2 separate regions of the Gossypium hirsutum genome follow, and region 1 is linked to region 2. The links are chromatin contacts, called in public Hi-C maps. All regions are on one chromosome and are shown on one strand. Each heading gives the region's core, a stretch centred on a gene start, on an enhancer-like site or on the middle of the called end of the contact. The rest is flanking DNA. Distances are from core to core; before and after follow the strand shown.

Region 1 (4,957 bases), core at 1,193-3,692, 160 kb after region 2:
ACATGGGAGCAGGTGGATGCGACGCCCTAAGGTTGGGGATTAGGGTTTTTTTTTTTTGCTGAAATGTTTTAGGTGATTGGGCCATTGGGCTTGCTATTTTTGGGTTTAATTTAGTTTGTTGGGCTGAGGCAAATTTGGGCTTTGTACATATAGATTTAACTTATTTAAATAAGTTAAAATTGTCCATTCCGTTTTAGCTTGATTGGCATAGTTGTTATTGTAATAACTTAGTGAACATGGGTTCAAACGTGCTTAAACTCATAATATTCTCCATTTTAAAGATCAAGGGTTATGAGTAATTTAAACATTATATAAAAAAGAAAAAATCAGAGGTGAAGCCAGAAAATTTTTTGAGGGGGTTAGAATTAAGTTATATATTTTACGATAGCAAAAGTGAAATTTTACCATTTTAATAGCTTATATCTTTATAATTTTTAAAGGGTTAAATCAATTTTTTCTCACTTTTAAGCGGGTCAAAGTGTAACTTTATTATATACTAATTTAAAAATTTTAAAATTATAAAAAGATTAGAGATGAAAATTTTCATTTTAGGGGGCTAGGCAAACTCCGCCCTTGGTCAAAATTAAAATTGACTAAACAATAGAACAAGTTGACTTTAAAATATATATTTTAATTAATATGTTGAATTTGATTTGATATATTTCAATTAATTATTTTTTAGGAGCTAACAAATATAGTATAAATTGAATAATACATGTCTAATTAACTAGAATTAAAATAAACTCAATACAAAGCACAATGAATTAGATATTAGAATATATCGAACATGGACAAAAATAAATTTGAATAGGACCTACACATGATGAGACTTAAACCCAAAATAAATTGATAGAAAACTCATATGTGACATTTAAGTTTAGTGAGACTTGAATATGGGCCATCAAAAACTTATGGCCTCAATCTTATTTTAATTAATTATTTAAAGTTAGAAATCTTTTCATAATATTACATTTAAATCAAATTTAAAATATAGCTCTAAATTGTTTTCCGAGACAAATGAAAGAACTCTTGTGTTACAAGTAATAAGGTGAGAGGAGTTAAAAATAACAGAAAAAATAAAGCAGCAAACATATCATATTTAAGTATTTTATAGGCCTTGCTCGTCTCTTTTCATCAAAGAATATATCACTTAGGGTGGGTTTGGATGGGTGATTGAGTGCGGTGCGGTTTTTGTCTCACGCTACAATATCTAATCTCACCGCTACCGCTGTTTTTACACTAACCGCAAGTAAACGCACCGCCCATCCAAACTCATCCTTAATACCTACATGTGAAACAAATTATTATTTTTTTTCATAGCATAATATCTTTCGACAAAACCATGTTTCTTCCTTTTGAAACTTTTCAAGAAAATTATGTTATTTCAATAATTAAGTTCCGATACAAATAAAAATAATAATTATCATATTTCGAAAATAAAAATTATAATGATCATATTAAGTAAGCCCACCTATCTAATGGGTTAGGCATCCAACTTAATTTCTCAAATTATAAAGAATTGATTATTTATATTTATTAGTAAGGTGGGATTACTAACATTGCAAACTACTAACAATAAATCTATCTCTTACTTAATATCATCATGTCATTTGATTTTTTTTTCTATTTAAATTTTAGAATATAATTTATTATGATTATGTTGATTTTATTTGTTATAATTAAAAATAATTTTATTCCACATAAATTATTAAATTTAATTATTTTTTTATACAAGTGCGCAAAATGAGGGCCACATAGTTTGAATTAGTGTCAAACGATTGTCTAATAAGAGTTTTAACCATCACTCGTTACAAGTAAAAATATATTCTCTTATTATTATTATTTACTTTAAATCACACTTATTTATTCAAATCTAAATTTAAGAATATATTTTGATGTGCATCTAGCGAGAAAGAGGAATCGCATCTTGCAAATTATACATCGCAAACTGCAAATCGAGAAGAAAGTAGTTCTTGAGGAATGGACAAGACAAGATTGAGCAGGTGAAGAATTGGCTTTGATTTGGAGCCATGGGATGGTGTTTCACAAGTTGGACAAAGTGAGAATAGAAAGGAAGATAATTTGATCCTTTTCGACCTATCTTGCCCTCACTCAGAAGCAACTGCATGAGTAAGGATGGATGGCATCAGAGGCGAATCTAGGGGGCTGGCATGGGCCTCGGTTCTCCCTAAAATGAAAAATTATTATTTAGGTCCCCTAAATTTTTTTAAAATTTTAAATTAATAAAAGTAAAATTACACTTTGATCCCCTAAAATTATAAAAAATTAATATAATTATTTAAATACTATAAAGATATAAATTATAAAAAATTAAAACTTCATTCATGCAGCTTTAGTACTTCATAAGTGCTAATTAACTGTCTCATCCTCATTTTAACAGCGTTAGGTACAAAAGTGTTTGAGGAATTAGTGTCCACGTTCAATGACAATTTTATTTTAAAGAAAATGAGAGAGCTAAAATAAAGGGCTAAGTGGCTAACTGAAGGAGCAACAGTCGGCCCGGCGTGGAGTGGGTTTCATTGGGCGTGTAGAGCATGTCCAACAAATAGAAATCAGGGTTTGGACTGGGGTTGGTTTGGTTAATAAAAAGTAACGTTTTAAGATTTCCCCTGCCTGACTGCCTGCCTGGGCTGGGTGGCGGTGGTAAGTGGTGAAAGGAGAGAAAAAGGTAATTTAAAACTCTAATCGGAGAAGGAAATCGTTAAGAGAATTGAAATGTTGAAGAAGAATAACAAGAATTTTAGGAAAAGAAGCATCCAAGAAGACGAAGGAGATGACCCCGCCTCCAAATCGGACGATGAAGAAGACAGACGGTAGTCCTTCCCCCCCCCCTTTTCTTCTTTACAATAAATTAGGGATTTTTTCTTTTTTGAATTTGAAGTTGGAAATAGAAAAAAATAGATAAATAAAAAAAGGGATGAGCTGAAGAGAACCTCTGAATGTATTAGGTTGGCGTTAGAGGAAGTGAAATTCCTGCAGAAACAGAGGGAGAGGAAATCAGGAATACCTGCAATTCCTTCGGTGCAAACAGGAGGCATCGTCGCCAAAGTTACTGAAAAGGCCGAAGCTGATGGAGAAAAGGAGGAGCTTGTTCTTCAGGACACCTTCGCCCAAGAAACCGCCGTCCTAGTTGAGGATCCAAACATGTATGCATTTTTTTTTACCCTTTGCCTTTTTTTGTGTGTTTCTTACAAGAAATCAGCTGATTTTTTTTCTCTTAAAGGAGGATTTTCAAATTGTTTATTTATTTATCTTTTATGTAATTGTTTTTGTAAACTTAGGATAAAATATGTAGAGCAAGAATTGGCGAAGAAAAGGGGAAGGAACATGGATCTGAAAAATGAAGTTGAGAATGATTTAACACGAGCTGAAGATGAATTGTATAAAATTCCTGAGCATCTTAAAGTGAGTTCGTATTTCCATATCATTGGCAATCATATTTCGTTGTTGTTCTTATGAACTGTTTACATCTCATTTTTAGTTTTAGAGTGTCATTTTGCTTCCTGTTTTTTCCAATCCCTTAGCTTTAAGCATTCTACTTTTTTTTCTCTTATTTGAAGAATGTTACATGTTACATTTAACAAATTTATGTAACTTCATGGCCAATTCCTTGCAGGTGAAAAAACGGAATTCCGAAGAAAGTTCTACTCAATGGACTACCGGGATTGCCGAAGTTCAGCTCCCTATTGAGTATGCTTTTTACTAACCTTTCATTTTAAGAACTTAAGCTTCTGCAGGATCTTCCTATCATGGGATCCTACTTTGTAATGTTTGTGCTTTATTTAGTTTTCTTGCATATAGGGAAAATTTAGCTTCCAGCATAGACCTTGTTTAGCTGCTAAGCAAACATGATATAATGTCTTAGACCAACTAAATGATGACCAAAGTATGTCACCCATTTCTGTAATAGAGTAATCTATGTCATAATTCTAATTGTTCCTTTGGTTGCAGATACAAGTTAAGAAATATAGAGGAAACAGAGGCTGCTAAAAAGCTACTACAGGAAAAACGGCTCATGGGACGGGCAAAATCAGAAGTTAGCATCCCATCAAGTTACAGTGCTGATTACTTCCAGCGAGGCAGGGATTACGCTGAAAAACTTAGAAGAGGTTGTTACGTTTTCTTTTTCATGCTTTTGTAATTAGAGGTTAATGATTTTAGTTCGATTGATTTTGCTCTGCAAATTACTTGCTAGTTTGGATCAGTTAGTTTTCTTCCCTTTATTGGTATGAATTGCCATTTTTAAGACCGTTTGTTCCAGTTCTGTTTCTTTTTTGAAGTACGTCTTGTTCAGCAGTTAACCCCATTTCGTTTGAACTTGCAGAACATCCTGAGCTGTACAAGGACCGAGGTTCACAGGATGACAATGCTGGCTCCAAACCAACTGACGCAAGCAATGATGCTGCAGGAAGTAGGCAAGCTGCAACAGATCAGTTTATGCTAGAGCGCTTCCGAAAGCGAGAACGCCAACGAGTAATGCGGAGATAACACAGTTACAAGAGCAGCATATCAAATTGGGCTTTCAAGCATCATGTCCTATGATTGGCTGCAATGCTACTTGTGCACCAAAATGTCCACTTGGCAACAATTGGTCAAGTTACTTTAGAAACTGTTGTTGTGACTGTTGTAGTATCGTAAATTTTCATGATCACTGAGATGGAGTTCTGTCTAAGTACACTTAAATACCAGAAACCAAGTAGTAGAAACATATTTAGATGCTTTTTGAAATTTTTTCCCCAACATATAAAGACTATCAATCTTTACAAGCAAGCAGACAGGATAATAATTGTAACTGTGTTACTGTTGAGCATCAGAGATGAATGGTCCAGCACGATACTTACGATGAATTGAAAGATCGTTCCTTTTTCCACAAGGGTTTTTTGCAAGGGATGGGATTTAAATTTGGGTAAATTGTAAAAATAGTCGCTTTTGTTTG
Region 2 (5,323 bases), core at 1,836-4,335:
CATTAAGAGAAATGGAGAATGGAGGAAAACAAAATGAGAAACAGAAGAAAATGGAAAATGAAGAAAAAATAAAGAAAGTTAAAAGAACATAAAAGGAAAAAAAATTAAATTGTTCAAAATGAAAAAATATAGGGACCAATTGTATAATTTAACCTAAAATTTTCATTTGAAATGATGATTTAACTTGCCACGTCAACTTACCGTTACACTGTTAACAACAATTAACGACTTAGTGACTAAAACGTTACAACCCGATGATGTAAGTGACTAAAACGTAACATTTCAAACATAAGTGACTAAAATGTAATTTGAGGCAAACAAAAGTGACTATTTTGGTAGTTTACTTTTTTTTGTTAGCCTAATATGACCATTATAGATAAAACAAATCAATGATTTTTTTTAATTTAATTTCTGTCCACATGTATATCATATCTCAAATGATATAAGTCAGTACAAACCAAAAGTTACACTAAAAAGAAAAGTAAAGTTAAGAATTGTTTGGACAACACAGAGTGATTGAATGAAAGTGTAATTACAAAAAATTGTAATTCCCTAGACATGTTTAGCTGATAGGGTGTAATTACATTGTAATTCTCTATGTCATGTTTGGTAGTACAAATTGTAATTACATAGTTACATAATTTATATTGTTTAAAAAATACTAATTATTATAAAAAATTATTAGCATGATAAAAATAATTTATAAGCAAGTAACAAAAATTAAAATAAAATACTCATATGCATTATATTAGTCTAAAAAAGTAGTTGATAAAATGATACTAATAAAATAACAAGAAAAATAAACATTAGATGCAATTTTATCTAATTGTTTTGGTACATATCTATATGATTATTCGCTCCTTAGCATTTAACATAAGCTTACTATCATCATCTATTAGTCTTTGGCTGGGTTTATCATTATCTAAATTTGAATCTGCATCATTAAGATCATCAAGATTTCCTTCTTCCATGTGCTCTATAAAGTATAGATCATCTCAATTCCACTTATAATTGAAGTTGGCCAAACCACCTAAGCTCTAGGTCCAATGTGAGTAGGATCATTAAGCCATGCTTCATAACTGGAAAAATAAGCATTGTGGAAATACATGTTGCTTAGCCAAAGAAAGATGATGGAGAGTTAACCAAAATGGGCACTAAATATTTTGCGAGAGATCTCCTCCAAATAACTGGTATGGCTATTGAAATCGTGAGCATCAACATGTAGGTTCTAGATCCAAGTGGTAGTAGTAGATCCCTTAGCTATTGTTCTTGAGAAGTGGCTTGGTCTAACCTATTTCTCGAAAGAAGTTGTTACGAGATTCTTATCTACCAAAATTATGAAATATGCAACATGCTAGTATAAAACATTTTTTCATGCTATATTAAGGTAAAGTTGTTAATACGAGAAATATTTTCCTAGAACGAAAAATATATTTTCAACCACATTTTAAAGTCTTGAATGTTTTAAATTAAAGAATTTACGAGTTGTTTATGGTGTTCCTGCTTGGCACCATTATCTCAAATAGTATCATACCCCACAATACGGTATAAGAAAACATTTTCTATTTGCATAATCAACATCGACCTTATAATATTTGAGTTAACAATTCAAGTAGTTTGTAGCTTTAATTATAAAAACTTATATAAATTTAATTTGGAAAAACACTTATATTAAGTTATATGCCTTTTTATAATAAGTAAATTAAATTAAAAATATAAAATTTATAATATATATAACCTTTATAAACTTTCATAACACTTATTATAAATAATATAATTTTTTGTCATAATTTTAGAAAATTATTTTTTATAAATAAATTATGATAAAAAACTATAATATTTTTTTATGAATAAGTATATTTATATTTATAATATATAACAAGGATACATAAATAAATTATGTCTATACTTGATAATAACTTTTATAAATAAATATATTATAACATTTTTATAACAATTAAAAAATAAATTTTTTGACCATAACTTTAGAATTTTTTTAGAATTTAAATAATATATATTTTTGTTATAACTTTATAAATACACAAATTATTTTTATAATATATATATATTTGCTATAACCATTCTAAACACTTATATGTGTTTATACTTATAATATAATTTTTATAACTTGCATAAAATAATTTTTTAAAAGTAGTTTTGAATGCAATTAGCTGTTAATTATTTTAATTCTCATCCTTCTTTCAAAGAATTGAAAAGTATAATTATAAACAATTACACTCAAATCAAATTATTATGTGATTTTCCCAACACTACTCAAATCTAATTATTATGATGCTTTTTCAAGAAACAAAATTTACAAACCAATACAGATATCAATGTAAAATTGGCTTCTTTAATATAAACTCGATTAAACAAAACATCAACGTATGAAGAAATGAGTAGTTGGAAAGTTAGGAAGAAATGGAGGCTTGCACCAATTGTATATAAGATTGACGGTTAAAGACAAGTTTTCAGTAGTGTAAATTGAGTTTTGTACGCAGGAGTACTAACCAGGCTGCAGACTGGATTGCATCCAGGTATAAAAAGGATATGTGTATTGATAACAGTGGGAATTTGGTCTTCATTCTTGATAAGGATGGTTTACCGGCGCCTCCTCAGAATGTTTGATTCTTTGGTATAGGAGAAGCTTGTTGTCTTTCTCTAGTGTACTTGGTTGTGGTGAGAGTTTAATCTGTTACTGCGTGTTGTTTTCTCTTGGTAATTTTCCAATACTGTGTACCGTTGATGTTTGATGATCAATAAATTCTGATTCTTTCTAGCCAAAAAAGAAAAAAAATCAAAGTAAATTTTAATTCTGAATCTTGATATTTTGTGTCGATAATCAGTAATCCCATTTGCGGAGATAAATTAGAATACAATGCAAAATTTGAAGGAAATAAAAGAATAGGATGATAAATTGGAATTTTGTTATGATAATATAACAGATTTTCACGGAGGGGATGAAATCTGTTAGGTGGGCCGCCCCATCACCCGTTGGGCATCTAAACCTCGGTTGTAATAAGAAAAGGATTACAGGGACAGTCTAGACAATTGACTGGCCTCAGAAACATGCGCATTACGCACCAAGCACACGATAATACTTCCCAATACGTTGCAATTTTGGCGTTTCCAGTTCCAAGAAGCTCACAACAAGACATAGATTTCCCTTTTCCCGCTTCTTTTCCTCATTTGCAGAAATTTACTCGAAAACTGACCATTTCCCCCCCTCTCACCCTACGAGTATTACTCTGCCAGTCCACTTTTCTCTTCGCTTCTTTCAACTGTCGTTCAAAGTCGCCGAGCAAAATCGAAAATCCAGCGCACTTTAATTATCCGCTGAAAAGTGAGCCGTCATCTCTCTCAATTTCAATTATTCTCGGATCGGATATCCTTCTAAATGTTATTTCACGTTTTCTTTTAGATCTAAATTTAATTATGTTGTGAATCTATGGCGGTGATCTCTCATTTTTTTTTCGGATTATGACTTTCACCTTTTTCCTTGATTTTACCCCATACTTTTTTTTTATCTTTCTTATACTGTTTTGATTCAAATTTATGCTGTTGATTTTTCTTTTCTTCTAGTTTTACTGTTCATGATTTTTATTGTGATTGTGAACAATTAGAGTTGAATCATTCGCGTTGTATATTTTTTCTGGTTTTCTTGTAGTATGGGATGATTGATTTTGAGTTAAATATCTATATTTTTTTTATGATTTCCTTTGAGACCTGATGATTTGGTGCTTCTTCCTTTGCTCTAGGGTTTGTTTGGTTGGAAGGAGAGAACAAAATCAGAGAAAAAACAGCTAAAAGCTTGGCATCTCACGAGAAAATAGAGAGATCTCCTAAGATTATATCTCGAACGGAGTTGAACCATGAATTTGAAATTTGTATTTTCTCAATTGCTCACCCTACAAGTTGCTTCTAGTAGCAGTGTCTGAATTGTGCATTTCAAGAGAAAATTGTGAGAATGGCAGTAGACGTGAGGCAAAGCTTACGAGAAGTAAGTAGGAAAAAGTTTCAGTTTCTTAAGCTTCATTTTCCTTTTATTGAACCATCTCGCCTCTTTCTTGCTCCAATGGTTTGTACTCAATAATTTACAGATTTGCAGTTTTTGTTGCTAGAGGGCCTGCTTATCATAAGTTTTATTGGATTAACATGTTAGTTTTAGAATATCTATTATTTTCTTTAAATAGTACATGATGGTACTTAAATAGTACTTAATTAGTTCTGCTGTTCTTTTCAATTACGTGCATTGTTTTTCATGAGTAGATTATTTTCCAGTTATTGCCGTTTGTAGGTCTTGTTTTCCTGGAATGTCTAAGTTACTTCATTTTGACACTTTTGAATACTATTTTAATTTTAATTGGTTTAATTTATAGTTTATAGAGCAAAATTTATAACAGTGAACTGGTATTCTTGTTACTGCATTAAGATTCCAGTAAATTACAGCAACTCCAATAACTGCTGCAAGAAAGTTAGTGTCTGATGCCTAGCAACTTTTTTCCCTTTCAGGATCAGATGAGTGACTGTCGAAGTTATGGCAGCAATTTTCATCCATCCAGCCAATCTAGAAAGATTTCGATAGGAGTTATGGTAGATTATTTAGCTAAGAGAAAACCTGGATGCACCAAGGAAGATCAGGATAAACGGGCGAATGCAGAAAGAATCAAACCTAGCATTGGAATTTCCTTAGAGGGAAAAAACAAAGGGCACGCTGTCACAACTTCTGAGGGGAAGCAAACTGAAGATGCTGGGCAGGTGAAATCTCCATGGATTACTCCCAGATCCTTGCATAGAAAGGCTCTTGCTCCAGAGACTGCCTCTTTACGGGAAGAAACTTCCAACCCAAGACAGACGACACTTAATATAGTGGAGGATGTGCCAGAAACATATTCAGCTCCTTGTTCTCCAAACCAAAACTTTAATGCACATAATGTTGGTAGCAAGCAGAATAATTTTGGCCTCATTAATGGCTTTGCCTACCAAAGGAAAGTCTGGAAGGATGGCAAATCACAGAGGGTGGAGGAGTTAAATTTTGCAAATGCATCGAAAGGTAAAGTGGAGTTAAAGCACAAGGCAGGTAAAACTCAAAACATACAATCTGAAACTTTGAAACAGAAGCTGCAGGAGCTGTTTGGCACTGTTTCTTCACCAAAAAGTCTGCAATCTAGTTTACAGTCTCATAAGGTCACTGCCAATAATTCAAAACAAGAGAGAAGTGCTGATCATGTGGTGGACACAGCTGTAAAGCCGAGACAAAATTCAGTTACTGTAGCAATTGTTTCAGACAATCCTAATAAGACTGTTAAGAGGCCAGTAACCT

What was found. Hi-C and Micro-C count contacts between places; a contact is called where the count stands out from the background.
Region 1: a Hi-C map of leaf shows a contact between it and region 2, with 2.0 times the contacts expected there. The contact joins the promoter of LOC107912287 here to the promoter of LOC107912233 in region 2. A contact is called at or near these places in 2 of 34 Hi-C or Micro-C datasets (both in leaf).

Annotation. Positions count from the first base shown.
Region 1 is chrD11:10,312,423-10,317,379 of Gossypium_hirsutum_v2.1, forward strand. It overlaps LOC107912287 (protein COP1 SUPPRESSOR 2), which reads left to right and starts at 2,443. Exons shown (of 6, transcript XM_016840390.2): 1 at 2,443-2,834; 2 at 2,970-3,167; 3 at 3,303-3,426; 4 at 3,638-3,711; 5 at 3,973-4,130; 6 at 4,346-4,868. The coding sequence starts at 2,737. The coding sequence ends at 4,509.
Region 2 is chrD11:10,150,093-10,155,415 of Gossypium_hirsutum_v2.1, forward strand. LOC107912233 (meiosis-specific protein ASY3) reads left to right here and starts at 3,086. Exons shown (of 11, transcript XM_016840316.2): 1 at 3,086-3,343; 2 at 3,759-4,000; 3 at 4,513-5,323. The coding sequence starts at 3,968.